Regions from separate parts of the Zea mays genome. Here region 1 is linked to region 2. Evidence: chromatin contacts called from public Hi-C data. All regions are on one chromosome and are shown on one strand. Each heading gives the region's core, a stretch centred on a gene start, on an enhancer-like site or on the middle of the called end of the contact. The rest is flanking DNA. Distances are from core to core; before and after follow the strand shown.

Region 1 (3,621 bases), core at 664-3,163, 130 kb before region 2:
TAGACTATATAATAAAGGATTACATTGTGCATCCAAACAAGTTCTTAAAAAAGAATAGTTTTTCCCGGAAAATGAAAGCCACGCGGCCGGCGAGACGCCAGCTAAACCCAAGCTATACTCGTGATTCAGTATACGCTGCGCGACCGCCGGCCACAGTCCACAAATGGCGTCAAGACGGTAGAGGAAGCAAAAAATTGGTTCGTATCAGACAGACGGTAACAATACCAACCAACACGGGATGACTGCTGATCAGGTTTGGACTCTGACCGGTGACTGGTGAAGCTCCTCTGACGACGGCGGCACGACCTTAGCCACTTGCACGCCACAAGCTCGCCGGGACACCTCGTCCACGAACGCCTGGACGTGCGCGTCCGAGGACCCGCCGGGCGCCACGGCCTCCCGCGCCGCCGCGCTCCACCTCCTGGCGCTGGCGAGCATCGCGTCGGCCTCGGGCCCCGCCACTGCGGCGTCCACCGCCTCCCGCACGGCGTCCCGCCGCAGCGGCCCGCGGAGGCGGACACCCATCCCGAGCTCGTCCACCAGGAACTTGGCGTCCGTGCACTGGTCGCCCCACTGCGGGAAGGCCACCACGGGCACGCCCGCCGCGATGGTCTCCAGGGTGGAGTTCCACCCGCAGTGCGTGAGGAAGCAGGCGGTGGACGGGTGCGCCAGCACGCGGTCCTGGGGGCTCCAAGGCACCACCGCGCCGCGCCCGGCCACGGAGTCCAGGAACCCGTCCGGCAGCAGCGGCCGGGTGTCGGGGCGGACCACCCACAGGAAGGGCCGCCCCGTGGACGCGAGCCCGTGCGCCATCTCCCCCACCTCCTCCGCGTTCAGCCGCACCACGCTGCCCACCGACGCGTACACCACGGAGCGCGGGGCCTGCGCGTCCAGCCACTCCACGCAGCCGTCCGCGGCCTTCATCAGGTCGCCGCGCACCGCGCCCTCGTCGTCGTCCCGCCCGCCGCCGACCTCGATGAGCGGGCCCACGGGGATGAGCTCCGGCGGCCGCGGCGTCACGCCCGGGAGCGCCGCCGCCACGTCGGGCTCCAGCTCCGTGAAGGAGTTGGCGAGCACCCACGACGCGCGGTGGATGTTGTGGAACTGGGCGATGATCGCGTCCACCAGCAGCTTGTACGGGTTGGACGGGAGCAGGAACGACGGCACGTCGGCGACGGACATCTCGGGGAGGCCCGGCAGCGTGAAGCGCGCGTCCAGGTCGTCCTCGGGCGGGAACTCCACGAGGCCGTGCACGTGGTGGTAGTAGAGCGAGAACACCGCGCACGACTGCACCCACAGCACCGCCGAGGGGATCCCGGCGTCGGCGGCCACGTCGACCGCCCACGGCATGAACGGGTTCACCACCACGCACGCCACGGGCCGCCCGGCCCGTGCCTGCCGCCCCAGCAGCTCGGCCAGCGCCGGCGGGCCGTCCTTGGCGATGTGGCGCATGAGGTCGTCCAGGTCAGGCCCGGGGTCCTCGTCGTCCATGAACTCGAACCGGACGCGGCCCCGGCCCACCGGCACGCCGTCGCCGCCGGCCGATACGCCCGCGGACGCGGTGAGCTTCGCCCCGATGCTGGAGAGCGAGGAGAAGGTCACAAGGGGGCCCTTGGCCGCGATGCGCTTGGCCAGGCGGACCATCGGGTTCACGTGACCCTGCCCCGGGAAGCATACCAGGAGCAGGTGCGGAGGTGCGTTCCCTGCCGCCACGGTGGCCGTGGCCGTGGCCGCGGCCGCTTCCTCTCCCATGGATGGGACCTCTGCCACGCCTTTGTCGGCCTCCTCTCCTCTGTAATGGCCGGCAAAAAGCCCTGTGCGCCCGTGGAAGCGTGGATCACCGTGCTGCTTGACGAGGACCCACTGATCTATGTCTGCTTGGGTCTTTACTCTTTAGCAGAGTGGTGGAGTATACAACGCCACCGCTGCACTACAGTTATTTATACGGGAGAGAAGAAATGGGTTCGGGCAACGATGACGTCGGGCGTGACATGTCACACGCCCGGCCCCTACGTTTCTCTACAACCCAGATACGATACCACAAGACAGGCAAATCGTTATCATACTTCTCCCCAACTCGGATTTGTCACACACAAACAAGAATCATCGGACAACACAATTTAGGTTTACGCGTATGTGATTGTTGGGCATTTAAGATAATACGATCTACCAATTTAAGTTGAGTACAAGGACACTCCCTCCATGTTGTAAGTGATTTTATTAGTTGGTTGTATCCTGAGTTAAACTTTACAAAGTTTTGATTAAGTTTATAAAAAAATATAAATAATGTTTGGTTCACAAAATATAACGTAAATGATAATAGTAATGATTCACATGGCGATAACAAGTTTGAATAGATAGATATCCATTTATAAACAAACATAATTTAACGTTATCGGTTATCTATTACGTTACCAATTTGTGAACTAAACGACACTATATAAACATCAGCATCATTTGATAAATTTATTAAATACAACATAAAATACAATTGACAATGCATTTATTTACGGAAAATATAGACTAATCTTACTCAAAACTCATACTACACTACTTGGTGTGCATTTTGATAATTCATGTCAGGAGCAAACTGATAGGGGTCCTAAGACACCATAGGAACACGCTCGCCACTAGCTCAAACTCTATCCAAAGAGCATCAAGCATCTCGCTCATCCAACCATTGCCCATCAATCATGTCATGCTATTCCACTTCTACATGTTGATGCCACAACTCGACATGCTGCATCCACACCTTATAATTCGATATGAAACCAAACTATCAGAGGTCCATTAACACCCTTCCTTCTCTTGTCATGAAATAGATAATTCTGGCACTTGCTGCATATACAAAGAGAATACAGGAAAGGAAAATTACCGAGTCGTAACCATCCACTCATTTGAACGAGCTCCTGTCTTACTCTAACCTTCATTCATCCGTCAACGGTCGATCACCCATATTTGATCCTAAAGACGTACTAAAGATGGTTGAATAGGTCTTAGGCCATGTTTGGAACCCCTAGAACTAATTTGCTACTAAAAGTTTGTTGTTAGGTTCCAAACACCCTCAACTAATACATTAGCTAATTTAGCTACCTCACAGCTAACAATTAGCTCATTAGCTAGTTCAACCCATCTACTAATGTATTATTAGATGGCTAACTATTATCTCTAGGGGTTCCAAACAGTGTCTTCAATGAGATTGGTAGGTACATCCTAGGATTTTATCGTATGTGCATTTTCCATGTGTTATTATTGAATTGTTAATTTAATTAACAAAAGGCTTACCGATTTAGCCACAATTGAAACTTGAAAGTGCACTTTAATTTTAGAGAAGATTGAATACGAGTGTATATAGCTGAAGAGTTCATTTGAAGAAACGCTAAAATAATGATGTTGTTTAAATGAAGAGGGTGAACAATATCTCTACTACTTATTAAGGCGGTCAGGGGTAGGCTGCCATTCCGTGTTCTGCCATTCCCATTCCCGCACTATCTTTCTCATTCTCCCCTCCCCGCAAAGCTCATTCCCATTCATGGCTGCCATTCCGTGTTCCATTCCCATTACCCCCTCCCCACACTGTCTTTCTCATTTTCCCCCCTCCCCGCAATTCTCATTCCCATG
Region 2 (4,078 bases), core at 830-3,329:
ATTAATTTTGGTGGTTGAATTGCCCAGCACAAACAATTGGACTAACTAGTTTGCCCAAGTGTATAGATTATACAGGTGTAAAAGGTTCACACTCAGCCAATAAAAAGATCAAGTTTTGGATTCAACAAAGGAGCAAAGTGGCAACCGAAGGCCCTCTGGACTGGGAGCACCGGACTGTCCGGTGTACACCGGACAGTGTCCGGTGCACCACCGAACAGTGTTCGGTGCATCAGAGGACTCCAACTCGAACTCGCCACCTTCGGGAATTGCCAGAGGCAACTCCGCTATAATTCACCGGACTGTCCGGTGTACACCGGACAGTGTCCGGTGCGCCAAGGGAGGTCGGCCTCAGGAACTCGCCAGCTTCGGGAAACGCCAACGACTAGTCCGCTATAATTCACCGGACTGTCCGGTGTGCACCGGACTGTCCGGTGCGACTCCGGAGCAACGGCTACCTCCGCGCCAACGGCTCTCTGCCGCGCATTCAATGCGCGCTCTGCGCGCGCAGATGTCAGGCGCGCCCATTCCGGCACACCGGACAAGGAACAGTAGATGTCCGGTGTGCACCGAACACCCAGGCGGGCCCACAAGTCAGGAGCTCCAACGGCTAGAATCCAACGGCAGTGATGACGTGGCAGGGGCACCGGACTGTCCGGTGCGCCATCGAACTGTCAGCCCAGCCAACGGTCAAGTTTGGTGGTTGGGGCTATAAATACCCCAACCACCCCACCATTCATTGCATCCAAGTTTTCCACTTCCCAACCACTACAAGAGCTCTAGCATTCAATTCTAGACACACCAAAGAGATCAAATCCTCTCCAAATTCACACAACGCCATAGTGATTAGAGAGAGTGATTTGCTTGTGTTCTTTCGAGCTCTTGCACTTGGATTGCTTTCTTTCTTCTTGATTCTTTCATTGCGATCAAACTCACTTGTAAATTGAGGCAAGAGACACCAAACTTGTGGTGGTCCTTGTGGGAACTTTGTGTTCCAAGTGATTGAGAAGAGAAAGCTCACTCGATCCGTGGATCGTTTGAGAGAGGGAAGGGTTGAAAGAGACCCGGCCTTTGTGGCCTCCTCAACGGGGAGTAGGTTTGCAAGAACCGAACCTCGGTAAAACAAATCTCCGTGTCTCACTTGCTTATTCGCTTGGGATTTGTTTTGCGCCCTCTCTTGCGGACTCGTTTCTTTATTACTAACACTAACTCCGGCTTGTAGTTGTGTTTATATTTGTAAATTTCAGTTTCGCCCTATTCACCCCCCCCCTCTAGGCGACTTTCAGTTAGGTAATTCGGTTTTTTGGTATTTCGGTTTGGTATACGGTGAAAACCGATTACGATACCGAAAACCGAACTTTTGAGATGCAAAAACCGAAACCGAACCGAACTACCTAAATTTCGGTTCGGTTCGGTACGGTTCGGTTTTTGGTAAAAATGTGCCCACCCCTACGGGGCATACATGACAGAGAGCCATAGGGCGCAGACGTCGGGCATGTTTGTTTCGGCTTCTGGCAGCTTCTGGCCACCAAAAGCTGCTGCGGACTGCCAAACACTTAGCTTTTCAGTCAGCTTCTATAAAATTCGTTGGGGCAAAAACCATCCAAAATCAACATAAACACATAATCGGTTGAGTCATTGTAACAGTAGGAATCAGTCACTTTCTAGATCCTGAGCCCTATGAACAACTTTATCTTTCTCCACACGTAATCGTAATTATACTTAGATTTTCCCCACAGCCAGATTCTTCTCACAGCCAGATTTTCAGAAAAGCTGGTCAGAATAAAGCTGAACCAAACAGGCTCGTCGCTCCTCCGCTGACAGCTCGTCGCGTTTCCTGGCTTTTCGATGCAAGCTACTTATTAATTGGGCTACGCCAACTCGCAGTTGCACTGGCACGATCGGGTTGCGTCGCCACCCGTGCTGGTTCTGCAGCTTGCCTGGCCATAGCCGGTAGCCCATAGCCACCAGCCACCAATCACCGTCAAGATTAAAGTTTGGCTAGCTGGGTCTGGGTCCACGCTAATGCTCCGTAGCAATTACGTGCACGGTACAGAACGAGTGATGCACGCAGCCACGTACAGTAGGCGGGTAGGTCGATAGATCGCCATAAACGCCTGCACCAGCACCACCCCGCGCGCGCATGATGGACGATGATGCGACACGCACACGCCCGCGAGCGCGTGGCCATGATGACACGACGGTCGACGGACGCGCGCGCACACCCTCCTTCCTTCCTTCCTTGCGTTGGGACTTGGGAGCGACCCTCCTCGGCTCCTCCCAAAATGCCAAAATGGCGCCGGCGTCCTCCACGGCGGTCCAACTGCATGAGATACGGATTCCAAGTTTCCAACGAAACGTGCATCGAATTGTGTTTTTGGGGTTTGTGAATATCTTCTCTCTTTATCTCTACTAACACTACTGGCTTCTAAAGAACCAACACTATAAATGGCAATGTGTATGGTATCCAATGGGCACACAAAGCTATACCCATACCTACTACCCATTATCTATACTATTTATTAAGGCTGCAATAGTAGCCTACCTCTGACATGTTCTGCCACTCATGTGTTCTGCCACCCCTGTGTCCTGCCAACAACCGTTTCGTTCCCCTCACCGTGTCGCTCAGCCCCGTCCGCACCATCCCCTCCTCCCATCCTCCGCCCTCCTGAAAGGGAAATGTGCCCTTGGGCCATTTCTAAGTATTTTGGTGATTGAGTGCAAACACAAGTGCTTAAATGTGAATTTATGCCCATGGATGAACAAAGTGCAAATCATGAGTAAAGGTATGTTTCTAAGCCTTAGTACATTGGTTTTATGTACTAATATACTTGTCTAAGTGTTAGAAACAGAAAGAAGAAGAAAAGAAAACAGGCGCAAAAAGCTTGGCTGTGTACAGCCAAGACTCAGCTCTGTCTGGCACACTGTTGGCTCGGCCACGTGTCTCACGCAGATCCTCCTTCCTTCCTTCCTTGCGTTGGGACTTGGGAGCGACCCTCCTCGGCGTCCTCCCAAATGCCAAAATGGCGCCGGCGTCCTCCACGGCGGCCCAACTGCATGAGATATGGATTCCAACGAAACGTGCATCGAATTGTGTTTTGGGGTTTGTGAATATCTCTCTCTATCTCTACTTACACTATTGGCTTCTAAAGAACAGAGGAGACCTATAATATGATACCTATACCCACTAACATTACAATAGACAAGATGATTTAAATTGCAAAAGTAAGTACCGAATATAAATTGGTGAAACCAACATACCTCATTAATATTGAAAGATGCTAAAATAACATATTATCTTTGTATCAGCATGACAAATTCATCGAACCCAATATAATTTTATTACAAGATTAATAGCATTCAACATTAAATGACAACATCATACAAGCTCATACATGAGACAGAATAAGTCATTTATGAGGTGTTTGGTTTGATGAATCACTTTATCCAAAATGAAGTGGTGCATCATGGGTCCATTCCTTATATTTGGTAGGATGACTCCATTCCACATATTAGTACTAAACAACTAACTATGAGGAATGAGGTGGTGATGGATTAACTCACTTCATTCCACAAACCAAACAAAAAAAATGAGGAGCGAGAAGATGATGGACTACATCATTCCTCAAACCAAACACTCCATTAATTCAGACCCACATATCATATGTTATTGGCTTTTCTATCAGGTAGATAGTGGGTATGGAGCAAGAGAGAATATAATCATACCCACCATAACCGCTGAGTATAATAAATAACCCAATAAAATACACATAGATATCAAATTTTTTTTACCTATCATGTATCGGTTACCTATTGACCTGACCTGACGGACGTTATTACTCGAACCAAAACACCCTCTAAGGTCTCCGGAGACGATCGCGCTGAAGCTCCCAACCAGCCCCTGCTTCCACTCTGGCGCGTTGAGCATCAGCAGCTGGCCTCCTCAAGGACAGGACGGGACGGCACAGGGAGCTTCGGACTCTCTTTGCAGTTTTGCTAGCGCTGTCTCTTTTGCATCGCCCGTCGACATTGTTGAGCTCGGCCGCCGCCTGCTTGCTTCAGAGAAACCCCTTCTACTACT

Evidence for each region. A called contact is a pair of places that touch in the nucleus more often than the background predicts.
Region 1: a contact with region 2 is called in a Hi-C map of ear, with 1.8 times the contacts expected there. The contact joins the promoter of LOC100281303 here to the enhancer-like site in region 2. A contact is called at or near these places in 3 of 25 Hi-C or Micro-C datasets (ear, leaf and tassel).

What each region holds. Positions count from the first base shown.
Region 1 is chr4:243,098,518-243,102,138 of Zm-B73-REFERENCE-NAM-5.0, reverse strand. LOC100281303 reads right to left here and starts at 1,913. Exons shown (of 1, transcript NM_001154221.3): 1 at 183-1,913. The coding sequence starts at 1,752. The coding sequence ends at 250.
Region 2 is chr4:242,964,107-242,968,184 of Zm-B73-REFERENCE-NAM-5.0, reverse strand. No RefSeq gene overlaps it. Among protein-coding and RNA genes, the nearest start is that of LOC103654853, 12 kb to the right of the region's middle. Within about 2 kb of position 2,079, at least 18 of the 20 cell types and tissues checked have an H3K27ac peak or open chromatin away from gene starts, as enhancers often do. A contact at or near this core is called in ear, leaf and tassel, where this site is marked.